2 separate regions of the Sus scrofa genome follow, and region 1 is linked to region 2. Evidence: chromatin contacts called from public Hi-C data. All regions are on one chromosome and are shown on one strand. Each heading gives the region's core, a stretch centred on a gene start, on an enhancer-like site or on the middle of the called end of the contact. The rest is flanking DNA. Distances are from core to core; before and after follow the strand shown.

What was found. Hi-C and Micro-C count contacts between places; a contact is called where the count stands out from the background.
Region 1: a Hi-C map of retroperitoneal adipose tissue shows a contact between it and region 2, with 1.8 times the contacts expected there. The contact joins two enhancer-like sites. A contact is called at or near these places in 10 of 47 Hi-C or Micro-C datasets (adipocytes, alveolar macrophages, blood and 6 more) and 1 of 2 datasets of contacts at active chromatin or transcription factors (skeletal muscle).

The regions. Positions count from the first base shown.
Region 1 is chr3:44,716,035-44,720,884 of Sscrofa11.1, forward strand. No RefSeq gene overlaps it. Among named protein-coding and RNA genes, the nearest start is that of ANAPC1, 230 kb to the left of the region's middle. Within about 2 kb of position 1,532, at least 13 of the 83 cell types and tissues checked have an H3K27ac peak or open chromatin away from gene starts, as enhancers often do. A contact at or near this core is called in alveolar macrophages and retroperitoneal adipose tissue, where this site is marked.
Region 2 is chr3:44,627,634-44,632,600 of Sscrofa11.1, forward strand. No RefSeq gene overlaps it. Among named protein-coding and RNA genes, the nearest start is that of ANAPC1, 150 kb to the left of the region's middle. Within about 2 kb of position 1,623, at least 30 of the 83 cell types and tissues checked have an H3K27ac peak or open chromatin away from gene starts, as enhancers often do. A contact at or near this core is called in alveolar macrophages and retroperitoneal adipose tissue, where this site is marked.

The DNA of each region.
Region 1 (4,850 bases), core at 282-2,781, 88 kb after region 2:
CACACCAAATGATAAAAGTGACAACAAACACTTCTGATGTTTAATAAATTTGAAATAGTAGTAGTGAAGTTTATTTTCATATGAATCCTAGATTCTTTTGTTCTAGCGAGATGATGAGGTAAGGCCAATTCTTGGCATGGAATCAGTGTTCTGTAAATATTTCAATGAAACATTTTAGTAAATCTTTCAATGAATGGATGGGTAGGCGGATGGATGAGACCAAATGAATGATCAAGGCAAACTGAAGATAAGTGGGCTTCAGCTTTTGATCTGACAGTCATCTAGTGTTCTTGAACAGGTCCCTGAAACTCACTTGGGGCCTCTTTCTTCAGGTCACGTTCTTCACTTGTAACTGGAGGGGACTGCTATAGAATATCTTAGGGTCCTCTTCTGACTCTGCTGGTCTACAAGATGCCTGGAAACAAAGGGTCTGTGCACAGAGCTCTGAAGTGAACCATTTTGGTAACTTCTTGGCTCATCTCAGGGATTCCAGACAGGACAGACTTGCCTGTTTCTCCACCATTTCCTCACATCCAAGAGTAAGGCCATGACTGGTTGCCCTGCTCCACCCCAGATCAGACGTTTCCTGTGCTCCACAGCAACAAGTTAGCATCTTTGCCCTGCTGCATATCTGCATAGTTGTGTGGCTTCCTGTGTGCTGCCTTCTTCACCTCTACTTGACCCCCAAGTGCCTGATAGAACATCTGGCACATGTTGGGAACTCAGTGTATCATGAATAAAGGAACGTTGTTCCTGTATTGTTCCCAGGACAGAGGGAGCTCCATGGCACAATTGTCTCATCAAGTGGAAACTTCTTTTTCTCAAGATGTAGTTTATACGCAGTGGTGGGAAAGAGATTGTTTTTATTTATTTATTTATTTATTTAGTCTTTTTGCTGTTTCTTTGGGCCGCTCCCACGGCATATGGAGGTTCCCAGGCTAGGGGTCGAGTCGGAGATCTAGCCACTGGCCTACGCCAGAGCCACAGCAACGCGGGATCTGAGCCGCGTCTGCAACCTACACCACAGCTCACGGCAACCGAACCCGCAACCTCATGGTTCCTAGTCAGATTCGTTAACCACTGCGCCACGACGGGAACTCCAAGAGATTGTTTTTAAAAGGAAGGGGAGCAGATTGCTTAAAAGCTCTTCCTTGCATGTTGGTTACTAACTTATGGGGAAAAGAAAGGAACTTGGCTCAGCTTCCCTTTTCTGACTCCACCCCTCCCCATGTCCCTGTGCTTTGCATTTCTGGTCTGGATATCAGGTCTCTCAGACTTAGAAGGTAAAAAGGTTTCCGGGCAAAAGGAAGGTCTGTTTGTTTGGAGAGTGCTGTGTACAGCTGTGATTTGGGGCTTGCCTGGGCTCTTGAAAACTCACCTAGCAAAGCTCACTTTCAGCCTCCTATTCACAGCCCTCAGCAGCTATACTTCTTCTTTTGGCTTCTTGTATTTTCCTTGTTTCAGTCCACTGAGGGCCTGTGAGACTCTGACTGCCCCATCTGTTCAGCCTACTGTGAGATAAACCCATAGCTGTCTGTTGCTAACTTGCAAGTAGGAAGTCCTTTCCATGGCAGCCTTTTCCTGCTCTGTGGGTACCTTCTTGAACCTTGTTTCATTTGGGCGAAAGATGTTGTTGTTTTCAACCTTGTCTCCTTGTGACCTTTGGTGGACTCCTCAGAAAGTCAATGGTGAATATTCCTCATCTGCAACAATTGCAGCAGTGGATATGTATGAAAATGTCCCTGGCTTCAAATCTGGACTTCCTGGTCCACTAATTGAGGTGCCTTGGGACAGAAACCTGCCATAGGCTCTGTTTTTCCTTCTGTATGCTGGGGACTTGTGTCATTGCTGTGAATAATAAATGATATGGCACATGCAATGGGCAGAACAGAGTAGCCAACTTAATTCATGTTAAGGGTTGGTATCGTTACTGAGACATGATAAATACTTCATATCCTTTTCTTCCTTTCCTTTTGGCCTGGAAATGTTTGATTAACAAGTCAGACTGTGATTTCTCTCTTTACTTCAGCAATCACAGGAAGAATCTAAGTGTGAAAGTCATCTCTTCTGACGCCCCCAGGGTTCCCAGGTGATGAAGTTGCCAGCATGGGCCTCATGGAAAAACCATTACAGGCATGCCCCACTTTTAGAAAGTTCAATTTATGCCATTTCACCTTTACAAAAGGCCTACAGTAGTACCTGTTTTTGCTAATAGAAAGAAATCCCAAGAGGATTTTTGCAAAAAGACAAAAAATGAAAATCACGATCAGTGTGTGTTTCGCAGTGAGCTGTTACCAGGCAGCACACGCCCAGCAGCTAGAGTAGCACCACCAAGCGCCTTGGCCTGGAACTACACTCAGCATCTCAGTGCCAAGCCGCCATAGCTTTGAACTGGGTCTGTGAGACTCTGCACTTGATTTCCATTTTAAATGCCTCTATTAGCAAGATGGGTCCTGAGGTAGCTGATTCTTTGCTTTACGCTGTTTCTGCTTAAGAAAACGTAGGAACGCTCTGCTTTTGGATAGTGGCCAGGGGTGGTGGGGGAGGGGAAGAACTCTTTGAGGAACGCTTTCCTAATTTATTATTTGCTGAATGGAAAGATTCTTCAGTCCTGGGATTGCTTTCATTTCACAAAATCACAGGTTTCCTTCTTTTAAATCCAAAGAGGTATTTCCTGTGGCAACTGCAGCAAAGTCCTGAGGGAAGGCAGTGATCTATCTGGTGGGTCTTCCTACAACACCAAGGCCCCTCCATGGGTCACGGTTGCTGTGTCATGACTGCTCTCTGTAAAAGGAGGAAATACCATCAATTATGAAAAACGAGAAGTCACTGAGGGATTAACATTGGGTGAAACCCCTTTTGTCACTCAGTAGATGGCAGTCTGCAAAACCATGGTTTATTATGATGACTGTTATTTCATTTTAGAATTCTGAGAATTAGCGACAAATGTCAGAGGTTGTGCCTCCTTGCTGTCAATTCACCATTTTTGTGATGTTTGTTATCTTGATCTTCCTTAGACAGTAAAAGAAACCACGCCACCCATCAGAGATTCTTTTTTACCCTCTCCTTTAACCAAAGTCTTCTAGATTTCTCTCTGATTTGCTGGACTTCAAAAAAGTTATTCTTCAGAGGATGAGTTTTGTTAAAGCCAGGGGATTCGATTTCCCATGGCAGGGAGTGGCCGGGGAGTGTGGGCTTTGGTTCTAGCCCTTTCTGAAGTGGCATAGCAACCTTCTACGTGATGCTTTTCCCTACTGAAGCAGCTGTTGAACTTGGAGACCCTTTCCCCCGGTTTATGTCAAGTGAACCTAGAAAACAGAAAAATTCTAAGTGATCTCATAACCAAACCACATAAACAGAGAGTCTATAAAAATGACCTCAGGATTAGTCAGCAGAACAGTGGAGTAGCAAAAGATGGCCAGATGTTACTACTCTGGATGTGCATGAGTGTGTGTGTCCTTTAGAGGACCAACAGTTGTTTTGTGGTCCTGTGCTGGCCCTGGGACCTGGGAAGGCGCAACTGCATAGGAGCTGAATGACAATCTCCAATTCTGATCAGTTTGGAATCCAGTTCCTTCTCCCTACTTAGTGGCTGTGTGATCTTGGGAAAGTCATGTGTCTTTCTGACATGGTCTCCCATTCTATAAAATAGAGATGATGACAGTAGCTCTTACCCAACAGGGCAATAGTGAAGATTAAACATGATCCCACATAAAACACAGTCAGCTTAGATCTGTACCATGCATGATGACTATCTGTATTAGTTTCTATTGTTGCCATAACAAACCTCCACAGCCTCCATGGCTTAAAACAACACAAATTTGGAGTTCCTTGGTGGCTCAGCAGGTTAAGGATCCAGCGTTGTCTCTGTTCTGCTTACGGCGGTGGTGTGGGTTCGATTCCTGGACTGGGAACAGGTGTGGCCAAGAAACCAACCAAACAAAACACACAAAAAAACCCCACACAAATTTATTATCGTAGAGCTGGAAATCAAAAGTCTGATGTGGGTCTCACCATGCGAAAATCAAAGTGTAACAATTATTATCATGTTCCTTTCTGGAGGCTGGAGGGAAGAATCAGTTTCCTTGCTCATTTGGGCTGTTGGCCAGACCCAGTTCTTTGTGGTTGTAGGACTGGGCTCCCCACTTTCTTGCTGGCTGTAAATGGAGGGCCTTTTCAAGCCTCCAGAGGACCTTGCATTCCATAACTTGTGTGTGACACCTTCCTCCGTCTTCAAAGCCAGCAATGGGGCATCCAGTCCTTCACACCACATCTCCGACCAATTCTTCTGCCTCCCTCTTTTGCTTTTACTAGCTCACATGATGATGTTGGGTCCCCCTGGGTCATTCAGGATAATCCCCTAGCATCTGATTAGCACCCTTAAATGCTTCTCCTGAATTCCATTTTGCCATATTCGAGGCTCTGGGAAGCAGGAGGTAGACATCATTGGGGGACCATTATTCTCCTACCACACCATCAGAGTCATCTTCCCCATCTAAGGGTTTAAAGAAAGTAGATGCCCCTAGGGCTCGGCATGCAGAGATGCACAGAATAGATAATGTTGGGGTGTGCGTTGGGGGTGGGAAGCACAGGGATGGGAATCGGGGATGATGGTCTGAGGCAAATGTAGAAACTGAGTAAAGCTTGTCCTTCTGCCCTACACACCCCAGCCTCTCCAGCACACCAGCTCTGCACATTCTCCACTTCTCGCCTTGCTCCCTCCACTTTTTTTTTTTTTTTTTTTTTTTTTTGTCTTTTTAGGGCCAAACCTGCGGCATCTGGAGGTTCCCAGGCTAGGGATCTAATCGGAGCTGTAGCCACCAACCTATACCACAGCCACAGCCATGCCA
Region 2 (4,967 bases), core at 373-2,872:
CCCCATCAGGCACCAGCTGGAAACACTTTTTTTTTTTTTTTTTTTAGGTACGCACCTGTGGCATATGGAAGTTCCCAGGCAAGGGGCTGAATCAGAGTTGCAGCTGCCAGCCTGCACCACAGCCACAGCAACATCAGATCCGTGTAGCGTCTATGACCTATGCTTCAGCTTGCAGCAATGCCGGATACTTAACCCATCAGGCAAGGCCAGGGATCAAAACTACATCCTTTTGGACACTATGTTGGGTTCTTAACATGCTGAGCTCCCAGATTTGTTTTAAAGTCAAAGAGAAAGGAAATTATCAGGATGGGGACCATTCACAAGAACTTTTTATTAGTCCCAGCTTCCAACTTCCTTTGAATCCCAGCTTCTTTCTTTCAGGTGGCTCAGTCCCAAGGGTGTATATGACAAGGGTGTCAGCACATGGAATTTCTGTCCCGATTCTGCTTCAGACTTTGGGGGAAACAGCCCAAACCCTCTGTTTCAGGGTTAGCAACAGAGATATGACAGGAAAACAGCTACCAGAGAGCTTAGAAAGACAAAAGTGCTAAATAGAGATATGTGGGTATTATTATTTTTTCATTTTTTTAATGGGGGTGTTATTTTTAATCTTTGCAGCAGGCAGGCTGTGGCCTCCAAGAAAAATCTGAGGATAAGGAGACCTAAAACAAGTAATTGATTCTCTCTCAAAATCTGGATTTCACTCCCAGCTGCCCTTGCAGGCTGACCATACATTAAGCTCCCTGCTCTTGTCAAATCAATCATGTGATGAGGAGGCAATGCTACCCAGCCTCACAGTAGACAGGAGGCTGCTCTCCTTTGGAGTAAGACATGCTTTTAAATATGGTGAGACGGGAGTTTTCTGGTGGTGGTGCAGTGGATCAAGGATCTGGCATTGCCTTTGCAGTGGCTCAGGTTGCTGCTGTGGTGTGGGTTTGATTCCTGGCCTGGGAACCTCCACCCTCCACATGCCATGGGGGCAGCAAAAAAAAAAAAAAAAAAAAACCCCAAAAACAAAACCCAAATGCTGAAATGCCATGAGCAGCAGTGAGATCAGACTGTGTTTTCTCTTCTTTCTCTTTAGGACAGACCACCATAATATGCCAAGCCCTGTCCACCCTTTGGGCGTTTTCTATGTGATCCCATGAGTGGCCAGTAGGTGGCACAAGACACACACCATGGCTGCCGGCTTTGCCCCACTCAGCCTTTCTCAGAAGGGAAAGATCTATTTCTAATCCAGCCCAGGCTTTATGGCAATGCTTAATCACATGGAAGGGAACATGCAATAACTACTGGTATTTCTGTAAACATGCATGCTTAGAGCAGCTGCCAGTTGGGGCTGAGGACAGAGGGAACATGCAGTGAGAGGTCTCCTGAGGACAGTCTATAAAAGGAAAACCCTGTGGGTTTTTAATTTAAGAGCCTCTCAGCTAACCTTTGTGACTCATCGAAAGAAACATTTAGAACCCGGAAGGACAGTGATCATACATTTTTTGGATTGTAACCTGGTTCTCCTTCCATCCTACCCCCTCCCCCTTCCCCCAAATGGTAGATTTCAGAAGGTCCCGGCTACAGGGCCGAGCCAGCACCTTCTGAACCAATGGTGGCTTATTTTCCTATTCTTTTGTCCTGGCAAGTTGCCTGTTTCTTGGGTTTGTTCTTTCCCTGGAGGAAAGTTGATCTGATCTCACTCTGCCATTAATAAAATTGGCACCAGATGGATGTGGAGCTGAAGAGCAGACACATCACAGCAAAACAAAGTGTGATCTAGTCAGAGATGGGGCAGTAAGGATTGGGTGCTTTTAACATCTGTGGCAAGTTAAAAAATTGTGGCAAAATATACAACATAAAATTTACATCTTAGCCATTTTAGGTGTATATTCAGTGGTATTTAATACATTCATATGGTGTGGCCATCACCACCATCCATCTCCATAAGTTTTCCTCTTGTAAGATGGAAACACTATGTCCATTAAACACTAACTTCCGTTTCTGTGAGCTGTGGTGTAGGTCGCAGACGTGGCTTGGATCCTGTGTTGCTATGGCTGTGGTATAGGTTGGCAGCTACAGCTCCGATTCGACCCCTAGCCTGGGAATCTTCATATGTCATGGGTGCAGCCCTAAAAAGACAAAACCAAACCCAAAAAACCCGCTAACTCCTCATTGCCCTTTCCCTGCAAATCATCACACCACTTTCTATCCCTATGAATTTGATTACTCTAAATACCTCATATAAGTGGAATCACATAGTAGTTTTCCTTTGTGTATCTGGCTTGTTTCACTGAGCATAACATCCTCAAGGTTCACCCATGTTGTAGCAGGTGTCAGAATTTCCTTCCCTTTAAGGGTAAATGATATTCCATTGTATGTATAGCCAACATTTTGTTTATCCATTCCTCTGTTGTTGGATACTTGGATTGCTTCCACCTTTTGGTATTGTGAGTAATGCTGCTATGAACAAGGGTGGACAAATATGTCTTTGAGACCCCCTTTCAGTTCTTTTGGGTATGTACTCACAAGTGGGATGGCTGAATTATGCAACAGTTCTATTTTTATTTTTTATTTTTTTGCCACGCCCATAGTATGCAGAAGTTCCCAGGCCACAGACTGAACCTGAGCCACTGCAGTAACAATGCTGAATCCTTAACTGCTAGGCCACCAGGGCCTCTCTGTCACCCCCTGCCTGGTCAGGGATAAGTCCCTTCACAGTAAGTGCCACCCTCTGGTTAAACTGGGGTTTGGACTTCATAAGAGCTCGACTGGGGTTTGGACTTCAGAAGGGCTCGGATTTCCAAGTGAAGGCTCTGCCCAGATTTCTGCTGTTTCTGCAAGTCAGCCAACGGCCACGCTGCCCAGAGGCAGGTACGACTCATTCAAGTGCAGGAGAATTCCAGTTTTATTATTAAAAACCAAAATCCCATCATTCATTGAGCATTGAAAGGTTTAAGACATTTGCTGGCTGATATATAATGGGTTGTTCATCGATAATGGCTTTTTATCAAATGGAAGCTTATAACTTTTGGAAGGTTGTTCCAGTAATCACCTTGATTAATAGTGTACAGTTTGCTTTTTGAGGACTTCCTCTCCTTCTTTATTTACCACACAGCCATGTGGCAGCAGCATGTCCAGTTTTCCAGATGGGGAGATGGAGGCTGAGGCTAAGGGCAGAGGAAGGCAGTAATGGGGTGGCTGGAGCTGACTGCCAGGGGTATCGAGGACCTCCAGAAGTTCTCAAGATTAGGCTCATTTTGGTCATGGCTTCCCCTAGCACACACATCCCTAACCCTGGTTGATTGGCCTCTGTCTTTGGCTGTACTTCTGTTGATTTGAAATAAACAGACTGCCAGATGTGTCCCAGCAAAAATGGGTTTACTAGGAATCAGCAGAAAATTGCAATTTGGGATCTGTCTGCAACTATAGTGAGCCACATATAAGTCCTCCCACAGCAAAGGAAGGAGGATGCTTTTATAGAGGAGAAAAGAAAGTGGGGAGGACTGTGGTAAACAAGCAGTCCAGGGCTTTTCATTGGCTGAGTCTTTTCCAGGAAAGAAGAGGAGTCTTTGTTCTTCCTTTTGGACTAGGCTTTGGTCACAGGGTGTGAGAGCTCCCCCTTCTGGTCTCCAACTTTCTCTCTTTCACTCTCTCTCTCTCTTTTTTTTTGGCAAAAAAAAATTTTTTTTAATATATTTTATGATAAATTTACAATGAAAACATTAAAAAAAAGAATTCTAACTTTAATCATTAGAAAGTATTGAAAACCTTGCAAAGTTCCTGTTTAATTAGTCAACTTCCCTACAAATATTCTTCAGAATCAGCTGCCCTATAAAATCTGAGAAGTATTAGTGAAATGACACAATGGCTTAGAAAGATTCGAGAAACAGTCTGATGTAACGGTGGTCTTCCTTGAGGGAGGCATGATTACCTGAAGTTGAAAACATTTTTTGACTATAATCGCAAAGATACATAGTGAAAAGCTGCAGTAATGCCTAGAATTATTTAAGTATTATGGCTGACACAAAGAATATTGAAGTGTGGTTAGACTGAGTTTTTAATGTGTATTCTTTCTATGAGTATTTTTGTAATGAAAAATTCTTTTTTTTTTTTTTTTTTTTTTTTTTGTCTTTTTAAGGTCACACCCATATGGAAGTTCCTAGGCTAGGGGTCCAATTGGAGCTATAGCCGCTGGCCTATACCACAGCCACAGCAATGCCAGATCCAAGCAGCATCAGTGACCTACACCATAGCTCACGGCAACACTGGATCCTCAACCCAGTGAGTGAGACCAGGGATTGAACCTGCATCCTCATGGTTCCTAGTTGGATTGTTTCCGTTGCGCCACGATGGGAACTCCCAATGAAAAATTCTTCTTTGGAGTTTCTGCTGTGGCGCAATGGGCTAATGATCTGACTTGTCTCTGTGGCATTGCCGGTTTGATCCCTAGCCCGGTGTGGTGGGTGAAGGATCCAGCATTGCCGCAGCTGTGGCATAGGTCGCAGCGCTAGCTAAGATTCAGTCCCTGGCTCGGGAACTTCCATGTGCCTCAGGAGCAGCCCAAAAAGAAAAAAAGAAATTCTTCTTTTATTTGTATTATCCATTTTTTCTTAGAATAGATATTAAATAGAATTTTTCTAATTAATTCAGGTTTCTGTTTATTTATTTTTTATAATTCTTAGTTACCACTTGTTTGAGCAGCTCACTTTTCAGGAGAGAAGCTCACTTTTCTCAGCTTTGGGGCAGGGGATTTAAAATACAACCAGTTGTGTCTGTGGGTGTGGAACCCGGGAGGGCTATGAATGCAGGCCCACTTGACTGTTCATGTCTTCCCTGTAGTTTAAATTTCTCCTCTTGTCACAGCGCTTCTCTCTTAAGTTACCAAGGGCAGGATATGATGGGCCATTTCTTCTGGAGAAGCTGCAGAGCTCCCTCCTTTCTCCAAGGGTGAGGAGCACAGCTCTGGGGAGAAAGAA